Regions from separate parts of the Mus musculus genome. Here regions 2, 3, 4, 5 and 6 are each linked to region 1. Evidence: chromatin contacts called from public Hi-C, HiChIP or PLAC-seq and promoter capture Hi-C data. All regions are on one chromosome and are shown on one strand. Each heading gives the region's core, a stretch centred on a gene start, on an enhancer-like site or on the middle of the called end of the contact. The rest is flanking DNA. Distances are from core to core; before and after follow the strand shown.

Evidence for each region. Promoter capture Hi-C pulls out the DNA fragments that hold promoters and counts their contacts. A called contact is a pair of places that touch in the nucleus more often than the background predicts. HiChIP or PLAC-seq counts read pairs in DNA pulled down with a chosen protein or histone mark.
Region 2: a contact with region 1 is called in a promoter capture Hi-C map of liver, with 4 times the contacts expected there. The contact joins the promoter of Ccdc73 here to the promoter of Elp4 in region 1. A contact is called at or near these places in 2 of 39 promoter capture datasets (hippocampal neurons and liver).
Region 3: a contact with region 1 is called in a promoter capture Hi-C map of liver, with 2.9 times the contacts expected there. The contact joins the promoter of 2310047K21Rik here to the promoter of Elp4 in region 1. A contact is called at or near these places in 4 of 39 promoter capture datasets (the 3T3-L1 cell line, hippocampal neurons, liver and 1 more), 1 of 484 Hi-C or Micro-C datasets (pre-B cells), 1 of 115 datasets of contacts at active chromatin or transcription factors (fibro-adipogenic progenitors) and 1 of 9 other capture datasets (adipose tissue).
Region 4: a Hi-C map of B cells shows a contact between it and region 1, with 6 read pairs. The contact joins the promoter of Arl14ep here to the promoter of Elp4 in region 1. A contact is called at or near these places in 5 of 39 promoter capture datasets (the 3T3-L1 cell line, the C10 cell line, embryonic stem cells and 2 more), 2 of 484 Hi-C or Micro-C datasets (B cells and muscle stem cells), 1 of 115 datasets of contacts at active chromatin or transcription factors (large pre-B cells) and 1 of 9 other capture datasets (liver).
Region 5: a FOXA1 HiChIP or PLAC-seq map of pancreatic cancer cells shows a contact between it and region 1. The contact joins the promoter of Tcp11l1 here to the promoter of Elp4 in region 1. A contact is called at or near these places in 2 of 39 promoter capture datasets (liver and pre-B cells) and 1 of 115 datasets of contacts at active chromatin or transcription factors (pancreatic cancer cells).
Region 6: a contact with region 1 is called in a promoter capture Hi-C map of hippocampal neurons, with 4 times the contacts expected there. The contact joins the promoter of Prrg4 here to the promoter of Elp4 in region 1. A contact is called at or near these places in 5 of 39 promoter capture datasets (the 3T3-L1 cell line, hippocampal neurons, liver and 1 more) and 1 of 9 other capture datasets (liver).

What each region holds. Positions count from the first base shown.
Region 1 is chr2:105,903,192-105,906,096 of GRCm38.p6, forward strand. Elp4 (elongator acetyltransferase complex subunit 4) reads right to left here and starts at 1,373. Exons shown (of 10, transcript NM_023876.4): 1 at 1,078-1,373. The coding sequence starts at 1,297. Immp1l (IMP1 inner mitochondrial membrane peptidase-like (S. cerevisiae)) reads left to right here and starts at 1,447. Exons shown (of 7, transcript NM_028260.2): 1 at 1,447-1,539.
Region 2 is chr2:104,884,722-104,887,616 of GRCm38.p6, forward strand. It overlaps Ccdc73 (coiled-coil domain containing 73), which reads left to right and starts at 1,603. Exons shown (of 18, transcript NM_177600.4): 1 at 1,603-1,772.
Region 3 is chr2:104,815,613-104,818,525 of GRCm38.p6, forward strand. It overlaps 2310047K21Rik (a long non-coding RNA gene), which reads left to right and starts at 1,310. Exons shown (of 3, transcript XR_003953885.1): 1 at 1,310-2,890. It overlaps Qser1 (glutamine and serine rich 1), which reads right to left and starts at 1,084. Exons shown (of 12, transcript NM_001123327.2): 1 at 988-1,084.
Region 4 is chr2:106,972,992-106,975,777 of GRCm38.p6, forward strand. Arl14ep (ADP-ribosylation factor-like 14 effector protein) reads right to left here and starts at 1,406. Exons shown (of 5, transcript NM_001025102.2): 1 at 1,281-1,406.
Region 5 is chr2:104,710,849-104,713,548 of GRCm38.p6, forward strand. Tcp11l1 (t-complex 11 like 1) reads right to left here and starts at 1,314. Exons shown (of 10, transcript NM_177190.5): 1 at 1,128-1,314. It overlaps Gm6306 (predicted gene 6306), which reads left to right. Exons shown (of 1, transcript NR_166704.1): 1 at 1-2,055.
Region 6 is chr2:104,848,543-104,851,440 of GRCm38.p6, forward strand. Prrg4 (proline rich Gla (G-carboxyglutamic acid) 4 (transmembrane)) reads right to left here and starts at 1,308. Exons shown (of 6, transcript NM_178695.5): 1 at 1,004-1,308; 2 at 534-658. The coding sequence starts at 636.

The DNA.
Region 1 (2,905 bases), core at 123-2,622:
AACCAGACACTATTGCATATGCCAGCAAGATTTTGCTGAAAGGACCCTAATATAGTTGTCTCCTCTGAGGTTATGCCAGTGCCTGGCAAATACAGAAGTGGATACTCACAGTCATCAATTGGATGGAACACAGGGCCCCCAATGGAGGAGCTAGAGAAAGTACCCAAGGAGCTGAAGGGGTCTGCAACCCTATAGGTGGAACAGCAATATGAACTAATCAGTACCCTGAGAGCTCGTGTCTCTAGCTGCATATGTAGCAGAAGATGGCCTAGTCGGCCATCACTGGAAAGAGAGGCCCATTGGACTTGCAAACTTTATATGCCCCAGTACAGGGGAATGCCAGGGCCATGAAGTGGGAGTGGGTGGGTAGGAGGGCAGGGCGGGGATAAGGGCATAGGGGACTTTTGGGATAGCATTTGAAATGTAAATGAAGAAAATATCTAATAAAAAAAATTAAAAAAAAAAAAAAGAAACTCGGGTGGGGTGTAGAACTATCTGAATACCAAGGACTGTCATTTCTTTGAGTCAACAGGCATCTTTAACATCCACTCTTTAGAACCATACCGCTCTACTATTTAAGATGAGTAGCCAGGCTGTGGGAAAGAGGGCAATACTTTCAACTTTTTCTAAAGGAACCCTTCTTTAAAACTCTAAAAAGTTTTGTGGGTTAGTCCCAGCTTTAAGCTACCCGGGGTTGGAAGGAAGGAGTCCTAAGACACCAGCAGAGGATCCTACAAGCCAATTCCTTTCCATATGTGTTTCTTTTTCAGTAGTAATCATTTTAGGGTAATGGCATGTAGGGAGTCCATGGTCATCTAGAAATGAGGTGCTGAACAGAGAAGAGTAAGGAGTCTGGGTCTTAAGGCGGGCTTAGTGCACACCTCTTGACATCTCCATGCAAGTTTCCTCCCAGTCTTCCTCTGTCAGGGCAGGTCATCCTAACCATGCTTATGAAGAAGAGAGGGAAAAAGGAAATGGGTGCGTGGGGCCGGGCCAAGCACAGGGGTGATGGGCTGCCCAGGAGTCCCTCCCCCAAGTTTCTCCTGGAACGCGCCCACATATTTATTCTGAACCGACCTAAGAGCTGGTCCAGGGCTGGGAGCCCGGTTGACACCAGCAGTTGTCCATTCCGCACCGACGGTCGCGTGCCAGCAATGGACAGCAGCCGAGGGCCCCCTCCGGGGCCCCCAGAGGCCTTGCCCTTCCTCTGGAAACTAGAGGTGCCGCCCTGACCCGCCTCGGACGCCACAGACCGGGAGCTGAGGGTACCCGCGCCGCAAGTGTCTGCCGCCGCCATCTTGAAGCTCCTACGATGACCCAATCGGAACTCTGGGAACTGGAGCGGGGGGCCTGTCAGAGCTAGCCCCAAAGTCCCGCCTACACGCCATTGGCAGCCAATAGAACTGAGATTTCCTTGCAGGTCAACCAATCGCAAGGCCTATTGCTGAAAAGTGCGGTGCGTAAAGCTGGAGGGGTGTACGCGGCCCTGGTCCGTCTGAGTCCTGGCCGAGGAACTTCTGTTGGTGTTTGGGGCCGCAGGTGGGTACCGTCCTTCGGCATTCTTGATTTGCGAGTGCCTACGTTCACGAGTTAAAAGGAAAGGAAAGAGAAGCGATTCGCCCCCAGGGCTTCTAAAGCCACTGCGAGTTGGCGCTCTCCCCTGCTGTTTAGCAGAGAGACGCCTCTTTTTGCCTCTCTCACCTCTTGGGTCTCTAAGGAAAGTTATTCCCCATCCCTACCACCCCCACCACTACCTCTCCTCGAAACCTTGATTTCCCGAATGGTTGAGCTGTCTGGACAGGAGTAACTGTGACTTCAGTGGCTGGTGAGCTCTTGGGCTTAAGGCAGTGAGAACCCAGGGTTAGGTGGGTTGGGTTAAGGTAGACTTTACTTAGAAACTTCCGTTTATGAACTTCGAGACCATTGGGCTTTCTTCCCCCACTCTCACAGACTATACCTTTCTGACAAGTCCCCGTGAGCAGCTTTTCTTAATTTTAATTAGTGTTTCTGGAAATCTCGGAGGGTCTTTCCTAAGCAGTGTGAATGGCAAGTGTTACTCTGACAACCTTGTTCACACATTTAATTGTCACTTCTCCAAAGCAGCTGCAAATAACGGAAACTACTTGAAGTTTCTCTCCCCTAAATCTGAGTGGAATTAGATGTATTTGTACCTTATTTTTCTAGTAATTTGAATCTGAATGGAGAGGGTTCCTACTACACTATGAGTTTTATTTGTGGTAGAAAAAAAACCATGTAATTCAGACCTGATTTTTTTTTTCATATGTGAACTGGAGGAGGAATTGGTTAAGTGATTTCTAGAAGACATCCAAGATAAGCAATGTTTGAACGGAAAAAGAGACCTAAGTCAATACTTGTGTCACTTAATTACTGCTGACAGTGATGGGTGATACATGATATATGGATTGATTGATTGATTCATTCATTCATTCATTCATTTATTTTGAGACAGGATCTCTCTATGTAGCCCTGTTGGTATATAACTCACAGAAGTCTGCCTGCCTTTGCCTGAGACTTACAGGTGAATGCCACCACAACACCTTTACTTACGGTTTTTTCTTTCCATTCCCTCTTTCCCTTCCTCCTTCCCACCCTTTCTTTTTTCCTGCATCATATTTGGGCTTGGGCAGGAGACTATAATCCCAAACAGTTGGAAAAGGAGAATCAGATATTCAGAGTTAGCATCAGCAAAACAAATAATAATTAAAAAAACTTCAAACAAATATAAGAGAATCATATGGGGGGGCAACAAAGTTTGTGGTTTAGCAGCACATCAACCAGAGAGATTTGATAAAGGTTGCTTGTTTTCATTTCAGATATGTCACACTGGTGACAGTAGGTACAGCACATGCCTTTATATTTTTAAGGCACTCAGATAACTGCTAAG
Region 2 (2,895 bases), core at 353-2,852, 1.0 Mb before region 1:
CACAAAGAAAAATAAAGCAGAGAACTGTTTTAATAATAACTAGTGGGGCTGGCTCACAACCACCATAATGAGATCTGATGCCCTCTTCTGGTGTGTCTAAAGACAGGTACAGTGTACTTATTTATAATAATAAGTAAGTTAAAAAAAAACAATGACTAGCAAGCTTCCTTGTTGGCATTACTAGCTAACATCAAGCTATTAAAATATTCCTTGCAGCAGGAATAATTATACTTATTTATCAGGTCTGAATGACTGAAAAAAATACAGTTATCCCATGTTATAACTTTTTACTTTGACTTATAATTCCTTGAGAAGCTATGAGGATAGTTGTTTTCTGTGTTCTCTGATTGACTAAAAGAAAAAAAAAAATCAAACAGAGTTTAAGGCAAGTACACATAGTCCTAATTTGAAAATGTAAAGCTTAGAGAACAGGAAGCTAGCTTACAACACTCAGGCCTGGGATCCTGGAGATAACCTGGAGAAATGTGGATAGGAATTATTAGAAGAGGATGGTAACAGCCAAACACTTCTAGATTTGATAGCAATGTGAAACAGAGAGCTTTACAAAGCAGGTTTTTTTGGTATTATTTTGTGTATATAAGCGTTTTGACTTGTATGTGTATTTGTGTACCCTATGCATGTCAGAGTCCTTTCAGATTTTGGTAGCATGGATAAGCTCTGTAGGCCTGGAACATACTGTATTAATAGTTGTATGGAATGAGTTCTCACCTGTGAACCATCGTGTTAGGTTTCAGAATAGAGAAGAGGTGCAATCAATAAGATTAGAATTTCTTTTTCTCTAAAGTTAAAAATTATCTCTGTCTCTCCTTCCCCCATCCCTTCTCTTCTTCTACCCCCTCCCTGTTTCCTGTTCCCTTCTCCCTGGCACAGGAAGCGATAAGAGGACAACGAGTGATAGAACTAAGAGGTCGTCAGGTCTGGTAGCAGGTGACTTCACCTGCAGAGCCATCTTGTTGCTCCCTACATTTCCTTTTCTATGTAATATTTCGCTTAAAAAACAAATAAACAAAAAACTACATTGTCTTCTTGATGAATAACATATTCATGAACATCAAACATCCAAAATCATAAGGTATTAAATGGATAGGCACCTCCTCCTTCTTATTCTTACAGCGTTCGTTGTTCCTAATCAATAACACTGGTTGGTATTTTTTTGTTATTGTTTGCTTTTAAATTGTTCCAAAGACTATTTAAAATGAACATAACAGAACATGGTGGCATAGTCCTTTAATTCCAGCACTTTGGATGTAGGTACAGGTAGGCGGATCTCTGTGAGTTTCAGGTAGCCAAGGCTACATAGTAAGACACTGTCCCAACACCCCTCCCCCGCCTCCAAATAATACGCAGGGCGGCAGTGGTGGTCTTCCCAGCGCTCAGGAGGCAGAGGTAGGCAGATCTCCGTTTTCGAGGCCAGCCTGGTCTGCAGAGTGAGTTTCATAACAAACAGGGCTACAAAGAAGAGCCCTGTCTTGAAAAAGAAAAACTAACATACGTCCGCTCCAATTCCTTAAATGTAGCCGCACAAATGCGGACTGAAAACCGGAAGCGCCTTTGGGTAGGGGAAGATGACCCGGAAGTGCTGAGCACTGAGCGGTCTTCGCTGAGGTAAATCAGGCATTGCGTTGAGCGCTGTTTGAGGTCGCTCTAATATTTTCACCCAGTTTCTTACCAAGGTCGCCCTGGACCTCAGGTGTCCCACCAAATCCTCGTGCTGACTTCCCCAGGCCTGGTCGCCCTCAAGTCTCCTTCAGGTGGGTCTAGACTTCCACCTCGGCCGCCACCCATCAGGTCTGCTGGTTGGTAATACGATGCTTGCGTTTTCTTAATAGGGTTGTGTGCTTTAGGGTGCTTGCTTTTGTTTGACCCACGTTTACGTTATGAATACAGTGTTATAATGTTGGACACCCTTGTCAAAAGTTTTGACGGAGTCGACTGCTCAGAGACAGGGTTTCTCTGTGTAGTCCTGGCTGTCCTGGAACTCACTCTGTAGACCAGGCTGGCTTCGAACTCAGAAATCCTCCTGCCTCTGCCTCCCAAATGCTGGGATTAAAGGAGTGCGCCACCACTGCCTGGCATTTTGTCACATTTAAAAAACTTAGTAAATTGGTGGGTATTACTTTACAGAACAGTTCAAGTATAGGGCAAAAATTATAAATCATGGAAGTATGTAAATATTCAAAGAAATTTTTAGATTTTCCGTATTTCTTCTGGTAATTTTATTCTGTCAGATTTTGAGTTAAGGTCTTGATTTGTATGTAATGCAGGAGGACGTCCAAATCTTTTATCCTCCTGCCTGAGCCTCAGAATGCAGGAATTTGACAGTATTATTTATTCTTCATGTGTGTTTTTTACAGACAGATTTAATTGGAAATTTGCTGGGAATAAAATTTCTGTCTTCAGCCAAGCAGTGGTGGCAAACATCTTTAATCCCAGCACTCTGGAGGCAGAGGCAGGTGGATGTATGTTCCAGGCCAGCCTGGTTTAAAGGCTTAGTTCGAGGACAGCCAGGGCTATACAGAAACCCTGTCTTGAAAAATAACAACAAACAAAAATTACATCCCCGCCCAACCAAAACCAAACCAAACCAAAACAAAAAAAAAAAAAAAAAACACACAACAAAACAAAAAACTGTCTTCTTAATCCCTATAATGCTGAATTGAATTATGGGCTTAAATTATTCATACATAATTCCGATCTTCTACCTCATGTAGAATTTTCAAAAAAAGTGAGTGTGAACTGTCAAAGAATTTATGGGATCCTGTATTTAATTGCTACCTTCTGTTTCAACCATGTGGAGTCCCTTAAGAGTCATTCATTGGGGGCTGGAGAGATGGCTCAGCGGTTAAGAGCACTGACTGCTCTTCCAAGGGTCCC
Region 3 (2,913 bases), core at 60-2,559, 1.1 Mb before region 1:
TTGGGTCAGAAGCTATACCTACTAGATCGAGTATTGTTTAGGGGAGGCGGTTTTTAAAAAGTACCCCGCTCCCAAAGCCAGACCACGCCTTCCAGTTATCATTCGAATGTGACCATTTCAAAGTGTAGTACTGCTACACATTTCTCGCGAGCTTAAATAGCAAACAGGAGTCCCCATTTTGGGGTCTACTGCCCATGCTGGAGAGCCGCACTATACAATGAAGTGGAGACGGAGAAGCATGCTTTGGGTCTTCGACCTCTAGAGCCTTCTTTGACCACCAGCCCTCAACGCTTCCCAAAACTCAGTCACCCCCAGACACTGAAAGCCAAGAGGGAATCTTGACTTCCTGCCGTTGTTAAAAGCAGAGGAAACCCAAAAGCAACTTTGAACGCGTGGAACACTACATCACTATAAACATATGTCACCCAGCCCCTGCTTTGCATTCGTGTCCCGCCCTGGGGGTTCTCTTGCAGCCCAGTCATCCCAGGACCCCCAGTGTCAGCGACACGGCCCCGCTCCTCGTCATGCCCTGCCACCGCCCTCACCTTCACACTGCCGAAGCCCCCAACACCACATTGTCGGCCACCCAGATTCCAATACAATGGAATGTCACTGCCCAGGACTCCGCGGCGCCCCTTTAGGCCTCCCCGCGGAGTCAGTCCCGGTTCCCCAGATACCGAGGTCAGCCCGGAGCTTAAACTTTACCATGTGGGAGTCCAGCACCGAGAGGTGACTGCGCCCCTCCATCCCACCCAACCTTCCCTTTCTGCCCCACGCCCCGACCCGCCCCAGGAGCGAATCCTGCACCATGCGCCCCCTCCCAGCCGGGACCACCCGCCAGGAGTTGTCCACCGCCTCTCCCGGGAGCAAAGAAGGGCGCCTCGAAGGCTCCCCACCCGGCCTGGGCCCCCGAGAGGGGCGGGCACAGGCCCCGGCGCATCCGCGGCCTTTCCTGGCCCAGTGAGACCCCGCGCCCACCCTCTCTACCTGGCCTTGAGGCTGGGACTGCTGCCGCTGCAGCTGGGGCTGGAGGCGGCGGCCGGGACCCGGGCTTCGTAGGCCCAGGCGGGGGCAGCGGGCTGCGTGGCGGCGCTGGCGGGGGGCGCGGGAGGCTCAGCGAAGCCCGCGGGCGCGTAGTGCGCGTCCATGGCGGGGGCTGAGGCGGCGGGGGCGGGCGGGAGGCGCGGGGAGGAAGAGGCGGTGGCGGGAGCTGCCCCTCACATGGCGCGGCCGGGGGGCGGGGGCGCCTGGGCGGGGGAACCGGGCTGCGGCGGGCGGGCCTCGGCTCGGACGTCAGGAGAGCGGCGGCGCCTGCGGCCGGGACGCGAGGCGGCCACAGCGCCCGCAGCCCGGGCGCCCCATGTTGTTGGATTTCCCAGGATGCACCTCCCGCGCCCTCCGCCCGCTCGTCGCCCCGCCCCCCTCGGCGCCCCGCGCTGCTGGCTGCGGATTCGGGAGCCGGGCCGGACGAGGGCTGCTCCGTGGACGCCCTAGCGGTGAAGAGAAGGCCTACGCGCCGGAGCACCCGCATGGGTGCGGACAGGAGAGGGCTTGCCAGCACTGTGCCTGGAGTTCGTTACTCTGCGCTCCCGGGTTCTTTGAAGGAACTCAAACACTCGATTCCCGCTTGTGATTTCTTTCTCTGCGCCCCAAACCACAGACAAGGGACTGTTGCTTTGCAGTACTCGCTTCCTGCCCAAAGTTTGCTGGGCTTAGAGGATCTGGTTCCTGCTTCCTGGGGGAGATTTCTATTCAAATTGATTCAAATTCAAACGAATTTTGCAGCCCTAGCTGAATGGGCCTTTCCCAGGGGCACTTATTAACTGTCCCCACCCCCCACCTTGGGGATTTTCTTACTCTGGAGTTCAGAATCTTCTATCCCAAGATAAATACCGCCTCATCATTGATTAGTCCAACTACCATCTGGATGACTTTAATTACAATACATTCGAACTCACTATGCACTTTGTTGGGGCTCTCTGCTCAAGATGTTTAATCTCTGCAAGACTCTACCCAAACATTGCCTTATCGGACTTCTAAGCTGTGTGGTGTGAGTAATTTGATGACTTTGAGGTCGTGCCTACCCGAACTGTTTCTCCTTATGAGTAATGAAATTCAGGGATCATATGAATCGTTTGGCTTGTGATCCATAAGTTGAAAGTTAAAACTAACCGTGAAGCTTAGATTTAATGACTATCTCTCCTTTTAAAAAAAATCAATATTGGCTTAACACCTATCACGTGCTTAGCAAAGAGATCTCTCAAGATAAAGACTAGCACAAAGGTTTAAGCCAATCAGACAGGCGTAACGGAAGACCTAATAGAGCTGATACTCTCTATCTCTGGTGACTATCTAAACTTCTGTAATACCTGCCATTAGATCTGCCATCCCCTCCGAGACTGATTTTGTTCTGAGACTATGTTTTCCTCCTGGCGCCTTCATTCTTTTGTTTCTATGCTGTTTTTAGTGAAAAACCTTCTGCACCTGTGACTCTTGCAGCCTGGTCCCCCGGTGGGGAAGAAAAGAAAGTAGTGGTAATTTACAAATGAATTCGAAGGTGTGGACGCAGTAGACCTTTCCAGTTTTATGTTAATCTCATTAAGCATTTACCTAGGATATCTTTGGAAAGTGGTTTTCCTTGAGGAAGGAATTTGCCAAATCTCAGATCCAGCTGAGAAGTACGGCAAATATCCTCCTCCCTCTACAACATTTACTTCCAGCAGACTGGTGATCTGGAGTCTAAATGAAGCAAGTCTTCACAACTAGCTAATATATTTATAAGTACTTTTGTGAGCACTAAATTTTTGTCTCTGTGGAACGTGTGGGAAACGGAGTGGTATGCTGTAAATGTTTTATAGAATTTAGTTGGAGATACAACCAGTATTGAAGGGTGAGTTTACAGATTAAATCCAA
Region 4 (2,786 bases), core at 156-2,655, 1.1 Mb after region 1:
CAAGTTTGGCCAATCACAGGTCAAGTCAGCAAAACCTCCTCAGAGTATGGTGGCTCGGGGGTCACATATTCTCCAGCCACCATGGGATCCAGTCATCTGTATACCCCACTTGTTCGTATCAATTCTTCAAGCATCACTAATTCCTCCTTCACCTCGGAGGTTTCCATCAACCTATGTAAAAGAGTAAACTTCCAGTCTTTCTGCTTTACAGCAACACCATACTCTGCTACTTGTTAGTGCATTATATGCAAAGCTCCAAAGGCAAGGCACTACCGGATTCCCTCAACAGCCAAGGCTTCTCTAATTAGCAAATTCTGACACTTTACTCTTTAGAAATTTTTTGAATAAACACAAGGTCAGAAATTCCTAGAGTCCCAAATGGCAGACTCTCCTTGAAATCGATGTGATCGGATCCCACTTCTCTGCAATGATCCCCACCACAACCCCGCGTGGGATTCACTCATTAATGCCCCTACTCTCTGCCAATGCCTCAACTCATCAGACATAATCAACAGCACTAGGGTAGAAAAAAATTTAAAACAAAACGAAACAAATGAAACCCTCAACCCACCAAAGTGCGTAACTAAATATCACACGGTTAGAACTGCGAAGATTGTGAATTTTAAAGACGGTCTGGAGAGATGGTTCCAGAAGACCCAAGTTAATTCCCAGCACCCACGCCGGTGGCTCAGACTATCCTGTAACTCCAGTTTCAAGGTAATCCGACGCCCTGTTCTGATCTGTCGGGGCTCCAGCCACGCACTGCTGGCACATACATACTGGCAAGACATCCATCCATACAAAATAAAGTAATAAAACAAAATGTTTTTAAAGTTAGACTTGGGAGGCAGAGGCAGGCGGATCTCTGTGAGTTCTAGGTTAGCCTCGTCCACATAGAGAATTCCAAGTCAGCCAAGACTACACAGAGAAACTGTCTCAAAAAACAAAACAAAACAACAAAACTTAAAAGCCCCAGGCCTGGTTACTCGTTTCTGTAATCTGAGCTACTCAGGAGGGGCTTGATGAGTTGGAGGGTAGTTTAGGACATTTGGCACGAGTGAGTCCTCACAAAGAAGCTGAGGATGAAGCTCAGCAGTGGCGAGGCCCTGGTTCAAATAAAACCCTGCAATCTGATGCAGTGGCGGACCTACTGTGTGCAGGGTAGAGCCGGGTGCCAGGCTGCTACAAGCCCCTTCCGCCGTACAAGCCTCCCCTCCCAACACTCCTCCCGGTTCACCGCGGCCTCCCACATTCAAGTGCCATCGGTAGAGTCCACTCACAGCCCTACGGCCCGACCCGGCCCGGTCCACCTGAGCTGCCACGGGTCTCCGCTGGGCTCCGGAAGCACCGTCTCTGCACAGGCCAAGCTCGGCTTTCCACACCACCGCCGGCCCCGCGCAGAAACCGAGAGGACGGCGAGGGCGGCTAGAGAGACCGCTTGTACCATGGAGAGGAACCAGGAGGAGCCTAGAGCGGAAGCCAGCCCGGAGGCCTCCGGAGGAGGAAGGGCTGGGTGCGGGGGACAAGGGGGGATGACTCAATCCAACGCAAGAGTTGCTTCAGTTGCTCGCCCGCCTTGGGGAACTTGTATCCTCTCCTGAGGTTGGGGAATTGGGAGGCTCTTGGAGGCCCTTAGCAAACACAGGTTTCCTTTACTTCGTTTGCAAATCTGTTCTGTGCAGGACACCAAACAAACGCACCTAGATAGCCCTAATCCTGGAGGAGAGTTAAATGCAACTCAAGGAATGGACCTTTTATTTAAAGTCTCACATTTTATTTTTTGATCCATTCCAACTAAACATATTCTAAAACGCTCTCTCTATTATATATTGTAAAAAAAAAAAAAAAGTCTAGATCTTTGAGTAAAAGGTACACCACAGGAAATTAACCTTTACATTTTGGGGGTGGAGAGAAGAGGTGTAATCATTGTTGTTTTGAGGTGCGTGAGTTTTTGTTTTAATTTTGGGACAAGGTTGCAGCCAGGTAGTTGAGGCTGGACCCTAGAACTCTATAGGTAGTCCACGCGGCTATGAATATAACGTTTTCTTGGTTTTGAGAATTTGACACATATGGTGTGTTTGGATCAACTCCACCTCCAGTGATGTCATCTAGAAGTGCAGGACTGGGTTCGGTTCTCTTTGTCAGCTCAAGGATTAAAAAGGAGGACAGCATTACCTGAAATTTTTGGGTGTCCCTGCAGAGTCAACATATGATAACCTAGGAATTTGGGTTCCTTCCTGGGGATCTTAGTTTTATTAATAAAAGAATAAACTAAAACAGAACAACTCAAGGACAACTTATTAGAATTTTAAAAAGAAAACCCAAGAGCAGGCAATTTGTTAATCTTTAAGTTGTCCCAAAGAGGAAGATGTAGAGTATAAATATGACCGGCCTCAGTGGCAGACAGCCTTGGGGTGAGAGGTGGAACTTCCGCAAAGAGGAGGAAGTCTAATGCTAAGTTAGAGAGCTCTGGCCAGCACCTGAAGGAAAAAGATGGAACAATAAATAGTTACACAGTTTTTTTGTCGTGCCTCAGAAAGCAGGTCAGACCCATTGAGGTCAGCCAAACCTAACCAAGGCTCTGCTCTTAGGACTGAATGGGGCATTGGAAGGAGTCTGGGAAGGGAAAACTTGCTCTTAAGCTGAACCTACCTTCCTAGTAGATGTCTCCCAGCCAGACCCTGACCTGCCCCATTGGATTAGACCTTAAGGGAAGAGACTAGGGCATGCCTACAGCTAGGCAGAGATTCCACTCCCTTCTACCTTCTCTCACGTAAAGGCAGGTA
Region 5 (2,700 bases), core at 64-2,563, 1.2 Mb before region 1:
AAGGAGCCACAATGAAACTCAAATTAGCATGACGCTGCTATTCTGAAGAGGAGGAAGCTGAGAAAACTTTCCCAGAAAAGATGACATGTGACCTGTCTTTGAAAGGAGTAGAATTTCACCAAGTTATAACGTCGGGGTAGGGGTGAAAGGAGGGGGGTTTTCATTCCTCCAGCAGAAAAGCCAGTGGTGCCTGAAATGGAAAAGTGGCAGTAAGCAAAGATGGAAAGAGGAATTGGGGGTCTGGTGGGGAAAGCGCTAATTTGTACTCTAAAAATGAAATGAAAAGCTTTGTCTAGATTTTGAACTTCTCAAGAGCCAAGATCAATCATATTCTCCATAAATGCTCTATTAGTATACCCCTAAGCCCCCAAGCCCGGCAAACAGATACTCATTTGTTGACAGACATAAAACCCTGTGTCATCTGTGTGATGTCACTGTTAGGAGGGGTTGTTCAAGGTGTTTTGGGTAGCACTGAACCTGTGGTTTAAAAGTGACAATAACTTCAGTAAAAGTGGCCCATTTTTCTTAAAATGTCCTATTCCCCCATCACTACTGAGGTCTCATTCTGTGTCTTTACTGTGGCTTCAGTTTTCTACAGTTAAGTGCCTCCTGGTTTCCTGCATAAGGGTACCCTGCGGCCACAGACTGCCACACCACCACCATTCCACACTGGCAGCTATAATTAAAGAGTAGTAGGATTATGGGGGGGGGGGTGCTATTTAATTGCTCTCATTCATTCACTCAACAATCATAAAACCCTATGGTACCTAACCAGGAAACCGAGGGGGAGGATCCTGGCACGGGGACCGGCATCTGTCGGAGCTGCACGCCGGCCCAAGCTGAACACAAAAGAATCCTCCAGAAAGGGTCTTTCAAGCGAAAAGAAAAGATCTCTGACCCCCGGCGCCGGGAACCGCGTTCAGATTTCGTCGTAAACAGCTGTTTCGGTCGGCGAGGGCAGGGGCGCGCCGGGGAGTCCGGCCTGGAGGGTGGGCCTCACCCATCCCTGTTCTCCTCCTCGCTCCACCCTGCATCCTCGGGACCCGACCGGCTGGGAGAGGTCCAGAAACCGGAGCGCTTTCGCCCGGTGGATCCCGGGCCGGCCCGCCGGCCTCTGCCCCGCTCACCTGCCGCGGCGTCGGCGACCACCCAGGGTCACTCCGGCTGCGAGTACCGCGGGGTCCGCGACGCGAAAGGGGGGGAGCGATGCGCGCCGGCCTGGGCGCCTGGGCCTCGACCCCCGCCGGGGCGCCTGGCTCTCCCCGAGCTGCGGGCCGTCCTCTGTGCCCCGCGTCGGTGGGCAGCGCCGGCCGCGCTCAGTGCGGGGCGGGGGAGGCGGGATGCGCCTGCCCAGCGTGGGCGGCGCCATGCTCCTGTACGGACCGGCGGCCGGCTCTCCCGCTGTCACCAAGGGGCTCGGGAATCTGGCGCTCGGAGCTGAGCTTCACTACGTTTTTGTGTGGAAAGGCTGATGCGGGCCCGGGGAGGGGGGCGGCCGAGGGAGTGCGGTGGCCCCCGGCTCGAAGTCGCTCCGGCCGCACAGGGAGGCGCCATGTTGAGGTTGGGCAAAAGCGGAGGCGATGGCGCGCAGTTAAAAGTGTGGTAAAGCGCAGGGCGCCTTAGAAGCTACTTTCCCTGCCAGGACTTTGAAAACTGAATATTCCATCAACCAGGCCAATCTCACTCCCTTGCCTTCATTTTGGACACCCACACACTCACAGGCTCCTTTTGGATTCTGAGCCCTGGCTTGAGCGGTCCCTTCGAAGTGTTTGGGTGACCGAGGCTTCAGCTTGATATGAAAAGAGGCGAGAGCAGCGGTTCCCTAGCTCAGCCCTTGGAGAAGTTGCGTTCCAGAAAGGAAGATCATTTCCCCTAAATATCATGTCCCTGGGTCCATAAAGTTGGGGCGGGCATGATCATTGTTGTACAAGAAAAAAAAAATTAAGCCAACAAAAACATCACCCCACTCCAAGCCTGGGGCGCTATAATAGCTAACTTCACTAACAGAAATACTTTGTCATCTGTCTCTATCTTAAATAAAAGATAGGAATCTTTGCTACTTTGTAGATTCTCCTCCCCCACTCCTTCCCCCTCTAACACTAGACCGAAGAGAAATAAGCATAGAGGGGAGAGACAGAGGACAGAGGGGGTGGGGGTGGGAGAGGGATTCTTGATTGATTGATTTGGTTTTTCGAGACAGGGTTTCTCTGTATAGTCCTGGCTGTCCAGGAACTCACTCTGTAGACCAGGCTAGCCTCGAACTCAGAAATCCACCTGCCTCTGTCTCCCAAGTGCTGGGGTTAAAGGCGTGCACCACCACGCCCGGCTAAGGGATCCCTGAATTTAATTTCTTTCCTTTTTTCTTTTTTTCTTTTTTTTTCTTTAAGCACTACTACTAACAAACCGCATATGTAAACTCCGGGCCCCACCTACTGTTTATATATCACTGAAAAGTTTCCAGAATTCCCAACTCACACAATCATAGAAACTATTTGCAGCTCGCAAAACGGAGCTGGAGCTCGAGGCAAATCATTGTCCGCTGTTGCAGACAGTCCTAAGCAGTTCCCCCATCCCTATACCTGGGATTAAAATGAAAGCACATTTTAAAATTTGTGGTTTTGTTGGGCTTTTTTTGGTTTTTGGAGACAGGGTTTCTCTGTGTAGCCCTGGCTGTCCTGGAACTCACTTTGTAGACCAGGC
Region 6 (2,898 bases), core at 58-2,557, 1.1 Mb before region 1:
AAGCATCTGCCTTTATCTACACAACGTTTGGAACAATGACCAGAAGGGTCATCCTACCTTCCAGCCCTTGCTCTGGATCTCACAAATCCAGACTAGGGGACAGGATGTGGCTCAGCGGTAGAGCACTTGTCTATATGGGGACTCCCAGCGGTGCACAAACAAGTCCTGACAAGAGTCTGGCCTCCCTGTCAGTCTTCCAAGAAGCAGCCTTCCTCTTTATAACTAACACACAGCTTCATCTAGGAAACGACAACTCACTGACTTTCGGACTTCGAAAAAGGCTTTCAATTTAGTCAACCACAAACCAGGTGTTAAACATCTGTTTACTAAGGGAGATACGTTTGTACATATTATAGTTAAAAACCCACAACTCTAAACAAGAAAGCCACAAATTAAAACATAGGATATGCTGTTGCACTGTGGTTCACGGGGGCGTGTAATTCCCCCTACCACACTTTGGCTTGAGATCTACACAGTAGACCGCAACTGGTTTCAGAAGTGTTTTCCCCCAATCGGCAGCCATGCTTGCTTACCTTCTTCTGGGGCATGTTCGGAATCCTTTAGGCTTCTGATACAATGAGGAACTGCGAGGGTAAGTCTGGGCAGCTGGCTGAGTACGATCAGAAGTGGAAACATAGTCTAGCAACTGTCAAACAAACTAAAACAAAAGTGACAACGACATTAAAAGAAAAGAAAAGAAGCAGGCCAAGTCTCAGCCTGTTGGGTTTTAGTCGGAACTGAGTCAACAACGACCTGTTGCACCCCACGGGTCGCTCTTAATCTATGGGACCCAAGGCGCTCCGGGCAGGTGGCACCTCCGGAGCGCCTGGGAACAAAAGGTACTCCCGGGAAGCTGCGGAGGAGAGTTCGGACACTGGCCCAGGCAGACGCGACTCTCGCCCACGCTGACAGGCAGCTAGGTGCTGGAATGCCACTGTCGAGACATCGTCTCTGGATGACTCTCCCACTCCTCCCCGCCCCGCCTCGCCGCTGGTCGCCGCACCTGTGTCCCCGGGCGCATGTTCCAGCAGCCCCTGGGCGGGAACCGAGTTATCCGCTTGGCCCGAGAGGTGGCCTGGCCCTGAGTCGCGGACGCCTCTGGATCTCGGCGACAGTCGGAGCCTAGCTCTTCGCGGCTCCAAGGCGACACCAGGACGCAAAAGAGGCGCCCAGGATCCGCGCAGGGGCGCTCGGGGAACGTGCGCCGCACGGGGCCCAGCTTGTGTGCTGGAGCCACTCCCACCGCTACCGGACGAGGAGGTCACCTGGCAGCGCTCCACCTCCCGCTCTCGGTCCCCAGCCCTTCTCGACTGAGACCCGGACGCTCACACTTTGGCGGCCTATCAGAGCGCCCTCCCGAGGTTACCTTCGGTCAGCTGTTCTCGCAGGGTGGTCCAGGGATGAGAACATAGCATTCATCCGAGAAAATATACTTTGTTAGTGATTTGCATTGTCACATGACCAAAAATCAATTAATAGCAATTACAAAGTTCTCAGATGTATTTCACCAGGTCTGGGTTGTCTACAAAAATACTTTCAAATATGTCCCCGAGTCAAAATTGTTTCCACGACAACAATGCAAGGTTTCACCTCTTTTACTTTCATTCTTTCCCTCCTTGGGTTTACAGTGGAAATTTCCAGAAGCTGTTTGACATGTGATGATATCATCACTCTGCTAACTAATAAGCCTCCAGTGGATGAATACTTGTGATGCTTAATATCTTCCATACTACTAGGTTAGTGTCGGTATGTAAATTTAAACAAAATGTGACAAATTGTGTTTGTTCTCAGAATATTTCTGCTTTTATTAGATATCTTTGGCCGTAGCTACCCATATACCCAGACAGCTAAAAAGTTCATCCTTCTTGAACAAATAATCTTAGATCTTGAACTTTTCGTTGAGTTTTTTTCTTTTTTCTTTTTTTTTTTTTGAAACAGCAAGAGCATAAGCACCCTTAATTGTCATGAGATGAAGTTAAATTTTGAAAATTTCTCTATTTAAAAATGTTGTGTGAGAGATATAATTAAAAATAATTCAAGAGGCCCAGAGCTCGAGGTGTGAGAAGATAGGAGAACAGTGTCTCACCACACTCTTCATGTCCAAACAGCATGCGCTGTTACTCTTGGGAACGCTATTTAAATTTTGCTCTTTGGCCAGAGTAGCCTGGAACTTCATACAGTTGAAACAGAGCACAGTGAAATGGCATTCCCACTCCTTTCTAGTCTCCAGTTAATTCACTTTTCACCAAATTTGTTTTCTTCCCTGAAAGGCTATTATCTATTTTATTCTGATTAATGGATTCAAGTAAGAATTTCCATATGTTTTGCAGACGTTGTTTTTGTTTCCTTCCAAACACTATCCATGCCCCACGCCCTAGAGGCTTAAGCGGTCTGGAAAATGGAGTCTGCTCTTTCACCTTACTTAAGCAGTGGAGATCAGACTGTGGAGAAGCTAGAAATACCTTATGGTTGAGCACAGGAATCGGAAGTATCTCTCAGGAGACCCATTCTCCTGCTCCCTCATTTAGACAACCTGTGGCTGGAAGCCCTGGGAAGAGAGGGATAAACACCATTTTGCTTTTGGGAGAACTGAGTCTTTCTGAGATCTGTATCTAACAATGTAGACTGTCAAGTTCTACTAGGGCAAGGGCAGATTTCGTTACTTCCTTTCCAGTACGCAGAAAAAGCCTCTCCTGGTTATTATATTCAGTACATTTTGTTAGGTGGCAGCTATTTATTGTTAAGTAGAAATGCTTCTCACTTTTATTTAGTGTGTGTGTGTGTGTGTGTGTGTGTGTGTGTGTGTGTGTGTTCAAGATAGGGTTTCTCTGTTAGCCCTGGCTGTTCATTATGCAGACCAGGCTGGCCTCTAACTCAGAGATCTGCCTGCCTCTGCCT